Regions from separate parts of the Mus musculus genome. Here region 1 is linked to region 2. A link is a contact called in public capture Hi-C data. All regions are on one chromosome and are shown on one strand. Each heading gives the region's core, a stretch centred on a gene start, on an enhancer-like site or on the middle of the called end of the contact. The rest is flanking DNA. Distances are from core to core; before and after follow the strand shown. Region 1 holds the start of Klra2 (killer cell lectin-like receptor, subfamily A, member 2). Region 2 holds the start of Clec7a (C-type lectin domain family 7, member a).

What was found. Capture Hi-C pulls out chosen DNA fragments and counts their contacts.
Region 1: a capture Hi-C map of macrophages shows a contact between it and region 2, with 4 times the contacts expected there. The contact joins the promoter of Klra2 here to the promoter of Clec7a in region 2. A contact is called at or near these places in 5 of 39 promoter capture datasets (cranial neural crest, frontonasal cranial neural crest, hematopoietic stem and progenitor cells and 2 more) and 1 of 9 other capture datasets (macrophages).

What each region holds. Positions count from the first base shown.
Region 1 is chr6:131,245,795-131,250,167 of GRCm38.p6, forward strand. It overlaps Klra2 (killer cell lectin-like receptor, subfamily A, member 2), which reads right to left and starts at 1,568. Exons shown (of 8, transcript NM_008462.5): 1 at 1,455-1,568.
Region 2 is chr6:129,469,957-129,474,643 of GRCm38.p6, forward strand. It overlaps Clec7a (C-type lectin domain family 7, member a), which reads right to left and starts at 2,829. Exons shown (of 5, transcript NM_001309637.2): 1 at 2,627-2,829; 2 at 943-1,041. The coding sequence starts at 2,729. The region is part of intron 2 of Gm45969 (a long non-coding RNA gene); the gene reads left to right.

The DNA of each region.
Region 1 (4,373 bases), core at 318-2,817, 1.8 Mb after region 2:
TCTATCCAAGTTTCCCAGACAACACTTTCAAAAGAATACGTGAATGTTAATACAGAAGATGACTAAAATTTGGGGTCCAACATAAATGTTTCTTGAGTTGAAGCTCAAACTCCTGAGATGTCCTACCTCTCCACCTAGCCACATCCTACATATTCTTCTTCCGGGCCAGCCTGGTAAATAGATGCAACTACGAAAGATCCTACTGAGTGGAATAACCCAGACCCAAAAAGACAAATGCCGCGTGGTCTCTGGCATCTGAGGCTCTGGCTCCCAGTCTTCACATATCCCACCTAACACGGAATACCTAAAGAAACCAGGTAAGTGGAAAGGATCATTGCATGGGTGGGGTATGGGAGCAATAGAGAGGGGAATAGCAGGATACAACCAGAAATTTAGTCCCAGATTATTCCATGTCCACAATCATTTCACATATTACATTCTAATACTTGATTTTGCCAAACAAGGAACCTATATAAAAATAAATTTTGTCACTATGCCATCATTAGCTAATGCCCATAAGGATTCAATCTGATAATATAAATAATTATATTACTAAATAGGAAATATTTATAATTAGTCTTCCCACTTACATTAATAACTGAGATAATAGCCCACAAATAATATGGAAAACAAACTGCATATTGATTGATTCTTCCCTAGATTTTTAATGAAGTTTTCTGAAATTATTCAATTTTCACTTGTTCCCTCTCTCTCTCTCTCTCTCTCTCTCTCTCTCTCTCTCTCTCTCTCTTCCTTTTTTTTTTGGGGGGGGGGCGGGGCTGGCTTTTTGTTTGTTTATTTCTTTGTTTTCAGGACAGCAGGGTTTCTTTGTGTAGCCCTTGACTATACTGGAACTAGTTCTGTAGATCAGGCTGGCCTCAAACTCACAGTGATAAACCTGCCCTATCTCATGAGGCTGGGATTAAAGGTGTGTGCCACCACTGCTATCCAAGATTCTTTAAGAAAAAGGAGTCTACCCGCTACAGAATACTTTTTTTTTAATTGTTATTATTGTTGTTGTTGTTGTTGTTGTTGGAGGATTGCCTGTGGCATGGTACATGTATGTCCAGAGGACAACTTTACCAAGTGAGTTCTCTCACTCCACCTTCAAGTGGGCTTCAGGGATCAAACTCAGGTGGCCAATCAGACTTGTGCAGCATGTAATTTCATATGGACCCATCTTACCTGGCTCCTAGTATTACTTCTTCTAAATGACTTAGATTTAAGCTTTTGACACAGTTAAATGAATGCCATAGATCCTCGCCCATAATTTCATAGCTCACAGCAGAAGTGACAACACACTCAGAAATAAAATAACGAACACAGAACTCCAATTTTCACATACTGCCCGAGTTAACTTTATCTGACACAACCAAGAGGGTTTCCCCATCAATCCTGCTGACAAGTCACAGCATGTAAAATTCTGATAGAAAAACACAAAAAGCAGCTGTTACCTGTGTCTCTACCAGGAAGTAATTCTGGTGAAGGGAATTAATCCACTAACTGAGGGACAAGTTGGCCATTCCTGGTCTGTATACACTCAGAGCTTCAAGAAGAATGACGGAACTGAATCATCTCTGAGTAATACTCCAGCTCATAACATTCGGCCCCTCCTCTTGATCTAAGCAAAAAGAGGAAATTGCATAATAAAAGCTGACTCTGACAGCAAAGGAAAGGACCAATGTATTCTGGCATATACTGCAATAGATTTCCATAATTGATAGTTGAATACTGAAAAGATACCACTCCTTCAGAGAAAGAAAAATAAGTGTCCTTAACAAAACCATAGGAAAAGAATGGGGGACTGAAATTCCCCTGCTTCTAATTTTGTAATAGGCTGTTGGAAATTTTCTTTTTCTATTTGAAAATGTTTACTTGTTGTTGAATTGTACTTATTGTACCTGTGTGTTTTACGAATACCTTTTAAAGGCATTTGCACTGTTAAAGTTCTTTTTTTTTAACTGTTAAACTAAGTTTTTTTTTATTTTTAGTTAGGTATTTTCCTCATTTACATTTCCAAAGTTATCCCAAAAGTCCCCCATACCCTCCCCCCAACTCCCCTACCCACCCACTCCCATTTTTGGCCCATTCATTCCCCTGCATAAAAAGTTTGCAAGTCCAATGGGCCTATGTTTACAATGATGGCTGGCTAGGCCATCTTTTGATACATATGCAGCTAGAGTCAAAAGCTCCGGGGTACTGGTTAGTTCATAATGTTGTTCCATCTATAGGGTTGCACATCCCTTTAGCTCCTTGGGTACTTTCTCTAGCTCCTTTATTGGGGGCCCTGTGATCCATCCAATAGCTGACTGTGAGCATCCACTTCTGTGTTTGCTAGGCCTCTGCGTAGTCTCACAAGAGACAGCTATATCAGGGTCCTATCAGCAAAATCTTGCTAGTGTATGAAATGGTGTCAGCGTTTGGAGGCTGATTATGGGATGGATCCCTGGATATGGCAGTCTCTAGATGGTCCATCCTTTTGTCTCAGCTCCAAACTTTGTCTCTGTAACTCCTTCCATGGGTGTTTTATTCCCAATTCTAAGAAGGGGCAAGGTGTCCATACTTAGGTCTTCGTTCTTCTTGAGTTTCATGTGTTTTGCAAATTGTAACTTATATCTTGGGTATTCTAAGTTTCTGGGCTAATATCCACTTATCAGTGAGTACATATCATTTGAGTTCTTTTGTGATTGGGTTACCTCACTCAGCATAATGCCCTCCAAGTCCAACCATTTGCCTAGGAATTTCATAAATCCATTCTTTTTAATAGCTGAGTAGTACTCCATTGTATAAATGTACCACAATTTTTGTATCCATTCCTCTGTTGAGGGGCATCTGGGTTCTTTCCAGCTTCTGGCTATTATAAATAAGGCTACTATGAACATAGTGGAGCATATTTCTTTCTTACTAATTGGAACATCTTCTGGATGTATGCCCAGCAGAGGTATTGAGGGATCCTCTGGTAGTACCATGTCCAATTTTCTGAGAAACCACCAGACTGATTACCGAAGTGGTTATACAAGCTTGTAATCCCTCCAACAGTGAGGGAGTGTACCTCTTTCTCCACGTGCTCGCCAGCATCTGCTGTCACCTGAATTTTTGATCTTAGCCATTCTGACTGGTGTGAGATGGACTCTCAGGGTTGTTTTGATTTGCATTTCCCTGATGATTAAGAATGCTGAACATTTTTTCAGGTGCTTCTCTGCCATTCGGTATTCCTCAGGTGAGAATTCTTTGTTTAGATCTGAGCCCCATTTTTTAATGGGGTTATTTGATTTTCTGGAGTCCACCTTCTTGAATTCTTTATATATATTGGATATTAGTCCTATATCTGATTTAGGATATGTAAAGATCCTTTCCCAATCTGTTGGTGGTCTTTTTGTCTTATTGACGGTGTCTTTTGCCTTACAGAAGCTTTGCAGTTTCATGAGGTCGCACTTGTCAATTCTTGATATTACAGCACAAGCCATTGCTGTTATATTCAGGAATTTTTCCCCTGTGCCAATATCTTCGAGGCTTTTCCCCACTTTCTCCTCTATAAGTTTCAGTGTCTCTGGTTTTCTGTGGAACTCCTTGATCCACTTAGATTTTACCTTAGTAAAAGGAGATAGGAATGGATCAATTCGCATTCTTCTACACGATAACCACCAGTTGTGCCAGCACCATTTCTTGAAAATGCTGTCTTTTTTCCACTGGATGGTTTTAGCTCCCTTGACGAAGATCAAGTGACCATGGGTGTGTGGGTTCATCTCTGGGTCTTCAATTCTGTTCCATTGCTCTACTTTTCTGTCATTATACCAGTACCATGCCATTTGTAACACAATTGCTCTGTAGTACAGCTTTAGGTCAGGCATGGTGATTCCAAAAGAGGTTCTTTTATCCTTGAGAAAAGTTTTTACTATCCTAGGTTTTTTGTTATTCCAGATGAATTTGCAGATTGCTCTTTCTAATTCGGTGAAGAATGGAGTTGGAATTTTGGTGGTGATTGCATTGAATCTGTAGATTGCTTTTGGCAAGATAGTCATTTTTACAATGTTGATCCTGCCAATCCATGAGCATGGGGGATCTTTCCATCTTCTGAGATGTTCTTTAATTTCTTTCTTCAGAGACTTGAAGTTCTTTTCATTCAGACCTTTCACATCCTTAGTTAGAGTCACTCCAAGGTATTTTATTTGTGACTATTGAGAAGGGTGTTGTTTCCCTAATTTCTTTCTCAGCCTGTTTATCCTTTGTGTACAAAAAGGCCATTGACTTGTTTGAGTTAATTTTATATCCAGCTACTTCACCGAAGCTGTTTATCAGGTTTAGGAGTTCTCTGGTGGAATTTTTAGGGTTACTTATATATACTATCATATCATCTGCAAAAAGTGATATTT
Region 2 (4,687 bases), core at 1,579-4,078:
TAGAGACTGCCATATCCGGGGATCCATCCCATAACCAGCTTCCAAACACTGACACCATTGCATACACTAGCTAGATTTTGCTGAAAGAACCCAGATATAGCTGTCTCTTGTGAGACTATGTTGGGGCCTAGCAAACACAGAAGTGGATGCTCACAGTCAGCTATTCGATGGATCACAGGGCCCCCAATGGAGGAGCTAGAGAAAGTAACCAAGGAGCTAAAGGGATCTGCAACCCTATAGGTGGAACAACAATATGAACTAACCAGTACTCCCCAGAGCTCGTGTCTCTAGCTGCATATGAATCAGAAGATGGCTTAGTCAGCCATCAGTGGAAAGAGAGGCCCATTTGTCGTGCAAACTTTATATGCCTCAGTACAGGGGAACGCCAGGGCCAAGAAGTGGGAGTGGGAGGGTGGGGGAGTGGGTGGGGGAGCGTGTGGGGGACTTTTGGGATAGCATTGGAAATGTAACTGAAATAAATACCTAAATAAAAAAAAGATAATTCCCATGTATCATGTCATGAGATGTTCAAAAATTACACAAAACTCATTTAATACATCTGTCTCCTAGGAAAGATTAGGCTTCTTTTGACTCTGCAAGTTTCCCTCCACTAACTTTTACTTTCAGTTTTACTTTAAAAAGAAAATCACCTATCTATAGTAGAGTAATATACTCATGAATATATGTTTTACTAAGCAGATTTTCTATAATCCACCATTTCTTATAATCTCACCAATAACTAGGTTATAACTATGGAAGAGTTAATCTTCCACTCTCTCAATTCTCCTATAACTAAAACAGAAATTAATAGCACAAACTTAATGGAATTAATATACAGATTAAATGAGGTTATGCATGCCAAGCCCTTGAGAGAGTTCTTGGCATCAATTAATTGCATAATCACTGTTTACGACTGCATCAACCTCCCTCACCCATACTCACCTAGGGCACCCAGCACTGCAGCAACCACTACTACCACAAAGCACAGGATTCCTAAACCCACTGCAATGGGCCTCCAAGGTGAAGATGGAGCCTGGCTTCCTGGAAAGTAAGAGAGATGAGAAAGAAAATGAGGGAAGATGATGGAACTCTTTAACAGCTTAGTTCCCTGAAATTTGGGTGGTTCTAAAGGGATCAGCAGACACTAGGCTCTAGCGACTTGAGAATCTAACATTGTAGTGTAAATCTCCATTTTCCTCCAACTTCAGGATGCCTCTTCCTCCATTGCTTCAGCCATGGCATCATGGCCATACCATCTGTAACTCCTCCATTGTAGGCTCACAGGCTAGTCTATAGATCTGGACACTATCCATTCCCTGAAGTCCTACTTGGTCACAGAGCAAATAGCTTTCTGTAGGAGAAACAGCACCAATGACTAAGGATAGCTTTTTCTTGTCATTTATATGGTGCATGATTTAAACAAGTTATTTTCTCTATGCCTTTGTTTTTATTTATTTTTTTTATTTCCAAGTTTTGAAATTAGATCAATAGTACCTTCAAATACTGTTGCTGGGACTGAGCACTTTAGTTTACGCAGCATACGCATATAAGCCATGCCCCTTCCCTCAATCAATTTTTAGACTATTTTCCAAGCAAATTTCACAAGAGAGTGATTGTGTAAGTGGTTATAAATAATTGCATAATGTGAACATCAAAAAGCGGAAGAAAACAAACTGACATTAGAACCCGTCAGTCATCTCTTCCTTTAAGTTAACAGCGAACTGATTTTTGTTTTAAGCTGATGATACCAACAACAGAAAGCCAAGTCATAGAGCTGCCCAATAGGTGACCCTGAAAGAGACTAAAACACTCACTCCGTGTTAGGACTTTAATGTCCTTTATTCTTGTCTTGTTTCCGTTTTAATATCTATCTCCTGATAATGAGACATTTTAATGTAGCTTGTGTTTTCCATAGCTGACATACTAACATCTCGTTTTATAAAATCCAAATTAATCTCTTACCAAAAGAGCATAGCGGATTTGGGATTTACACCCCATGACTCCTGGCTTCTCTTTGGGTTTAACCAAAGATGCATTCATTTTTATTTCCCACACACTCCTCTATGGTTGCATAGAGGACCATGACTTTAGCATACTGTGTTGTATGATTGTACAGGTTGTTCGTTTATCTGTTTCCTGGCCCCCTCACAAGTTGCTAAAAAACAAGGAAAAAGCAACTCTACTAAAATTCTTTCATCTTTCTCTTTTACTCATGTTACCAGTGCTACCTCTGACTGTAGAGTAGAGTAGTCCTGTTTTCTGCCATAAACCAAAAGCAATTTGTGGAAGTCGTTGATGACTTCCAGCAGTCTTTAAAACTATACACACACACACACACACACACACACGTGTGTGTATACATGTATATATATATATATATACATATATATATATATATATATACATATATATACATACATACATATATATGTGTGTATACATGTATATATATATATATACATATCATATACATACCACATATACCAAATATATATCATACACACACGCATATATGAAAATATATTTTTGTAGGCAGTTCTACAAATCAAGAATCTCTCCAGGTCTCTACTTCTGTTATTTCAGTTAATGAGAACAAAGGTGCTGTTAGCAGAAAGAAAATGGATACCTTTCTCTGATCCCCTGGGCCTTTTATGGATGTCTTGAGTGCTGAAGTCTAATTGAGTATATCCATCTTCATCCAGATTCTCTATATGAGAGTGATATTTCATTGCTTCACAGGGCCCTAGGTAGGCAGAGCACTTGAATGTTCTTTACTATAAAATAACTGCCAGGATGAGGCTCACTAACCCAAACCCTGAAACAGCCCTTTGCGAGGTTCATGGAGCACAGCTTAAGTAGTCAAGCCAGTGCCCAAAGCAGGAAATGAAAACGCGTTGGAGTAATTTCCCTTTTTTCCTCTAGATCCTGTTTCTGAGGCTGTAACTTCTGAAGAAAACTGAAATGCTGTATGATGCATGACTGTCGTTTTAGATCAACTGTATGACTGATCCATTGACTACAGTCTTAAAAGACATTGGTTACACTCCCCATTGAAACTGACACGATTAATTGGTATGGCCTACATAAACTTTTAAGCAGTTTGAGTGTCTTGAATTCGACACTGGCTTGTTAGAACTCTGATTGCATCCCCACATCCTTTCATGTGTTCATGCCATCCATTGTAGTAAATACTCTATAACTGCCTGGAGTCGGCAGCATTGGCGGAAGGCTCTCCACAAGGAAATTTATTGCCTGATGGAGGAATCACAGCTGAGCATCCAAAGTACATCACTCCAGCGACACAAAGCGAATGATTCTCTTGGAGGTTTATCATGGAGTAGAAATAGATAGGCGCAAACATTTACTGGGAATGATTCTGCCTTAGTTACTTCACAGCACACCCGCATTCTCATTCTGTCGCCCTCTCTAAGAATTACGCTTTAGCACATATTAGCATTACTATTTTCAAATAAGGAGAAGAAGACATGGATACTCGAAGATGGAAATTTCAAAACTAGAACAAGGGACTAGAACAAAGTCTACTAAGTTTTTAAGACTTGGAATTACTTACTGTTGCACTGGCTTCATTCTTCTGGACTCTTATGATACATATAATAGCCTGAAACATAAAAATAAATTCTCATTCTCTCTCTCTCTCTCTCTCTCTCTCTCTCTCTCTCTCTCCTCTCTTGCAATTCTCAGATTAACAAAAAATGATCAAATAAGTACAGTTTTGAAACAACCATCACTTGATTACTGCTGTAAGTCAACAAGGAGAACATCAAAGAAATGAGAATAGACTTAGTTTAAGGATATGATTGAATTGGAGAAGAAGGTTTTCCATGAATGGAAGTCAGAGTCCACAAAACAAAATTTGAAGACTTTTTCAAGGCTAGAGTGTGCTAATAAAAAAAAAGCTGCAATACTAAAGGGATAGCTAGAGTGAGTCTTCATCAGGACTTGTCAATTGGCACTTATTAAACTAAGAAACTCCTCATCTTTATGACTTGAGGCAGTGGCACACCTGGAAACAATGCACTCTCCTCCAATTCCCAGAGACTGTGAGGAAGAGCAAGGACAATCATCCTCGAATGTTTGCCCTTGAGGAGACTGTTCAGGGTGGTGGACTTCTCATGCCAGAGAAAAGATACTATATTGCAAATCCCAAACATATCTGCTGTAAGAGTGGATTTACCTACCACCTGCTGTCAAGATGTTTTTGTTTTGTTCTGTTTTGTTTTGTTTTTTGAGACAAGATCTCAAAAACTCAGTATTCTCCCTGATCATGGGATACAAACTCAGCTCTGACTTAAGAAACTGGTAGCACTACGAGCATACTTGTATAGGTACCTCAGGCTTTTGGACCCATCAGTCCTTAGGAACAAAGCCCTTATTTACTTGGAAGCCATTATGGGCCTGCCAGGTGTACTGGTGAAGATGGGAGCAGTTGTTATCTGAAAATGAGTATGTACCTCTCAAAGTCTAATATGGATAGAGACAATAGAGCACTCAGCAGCGAGTGAGAGCCTTCATCTTACATAGTCTGCCACACAAGTCTTACTGAGTATTCCTGGATATGTCATAGAGGGGTTGTGTCTGCCTATCTCAATATCCACATTCAATCCAATAATGCAATCTTTGCAACGCAGCATGGTGAGATGTAGGAATCCTCCCACCAAATAAGGTA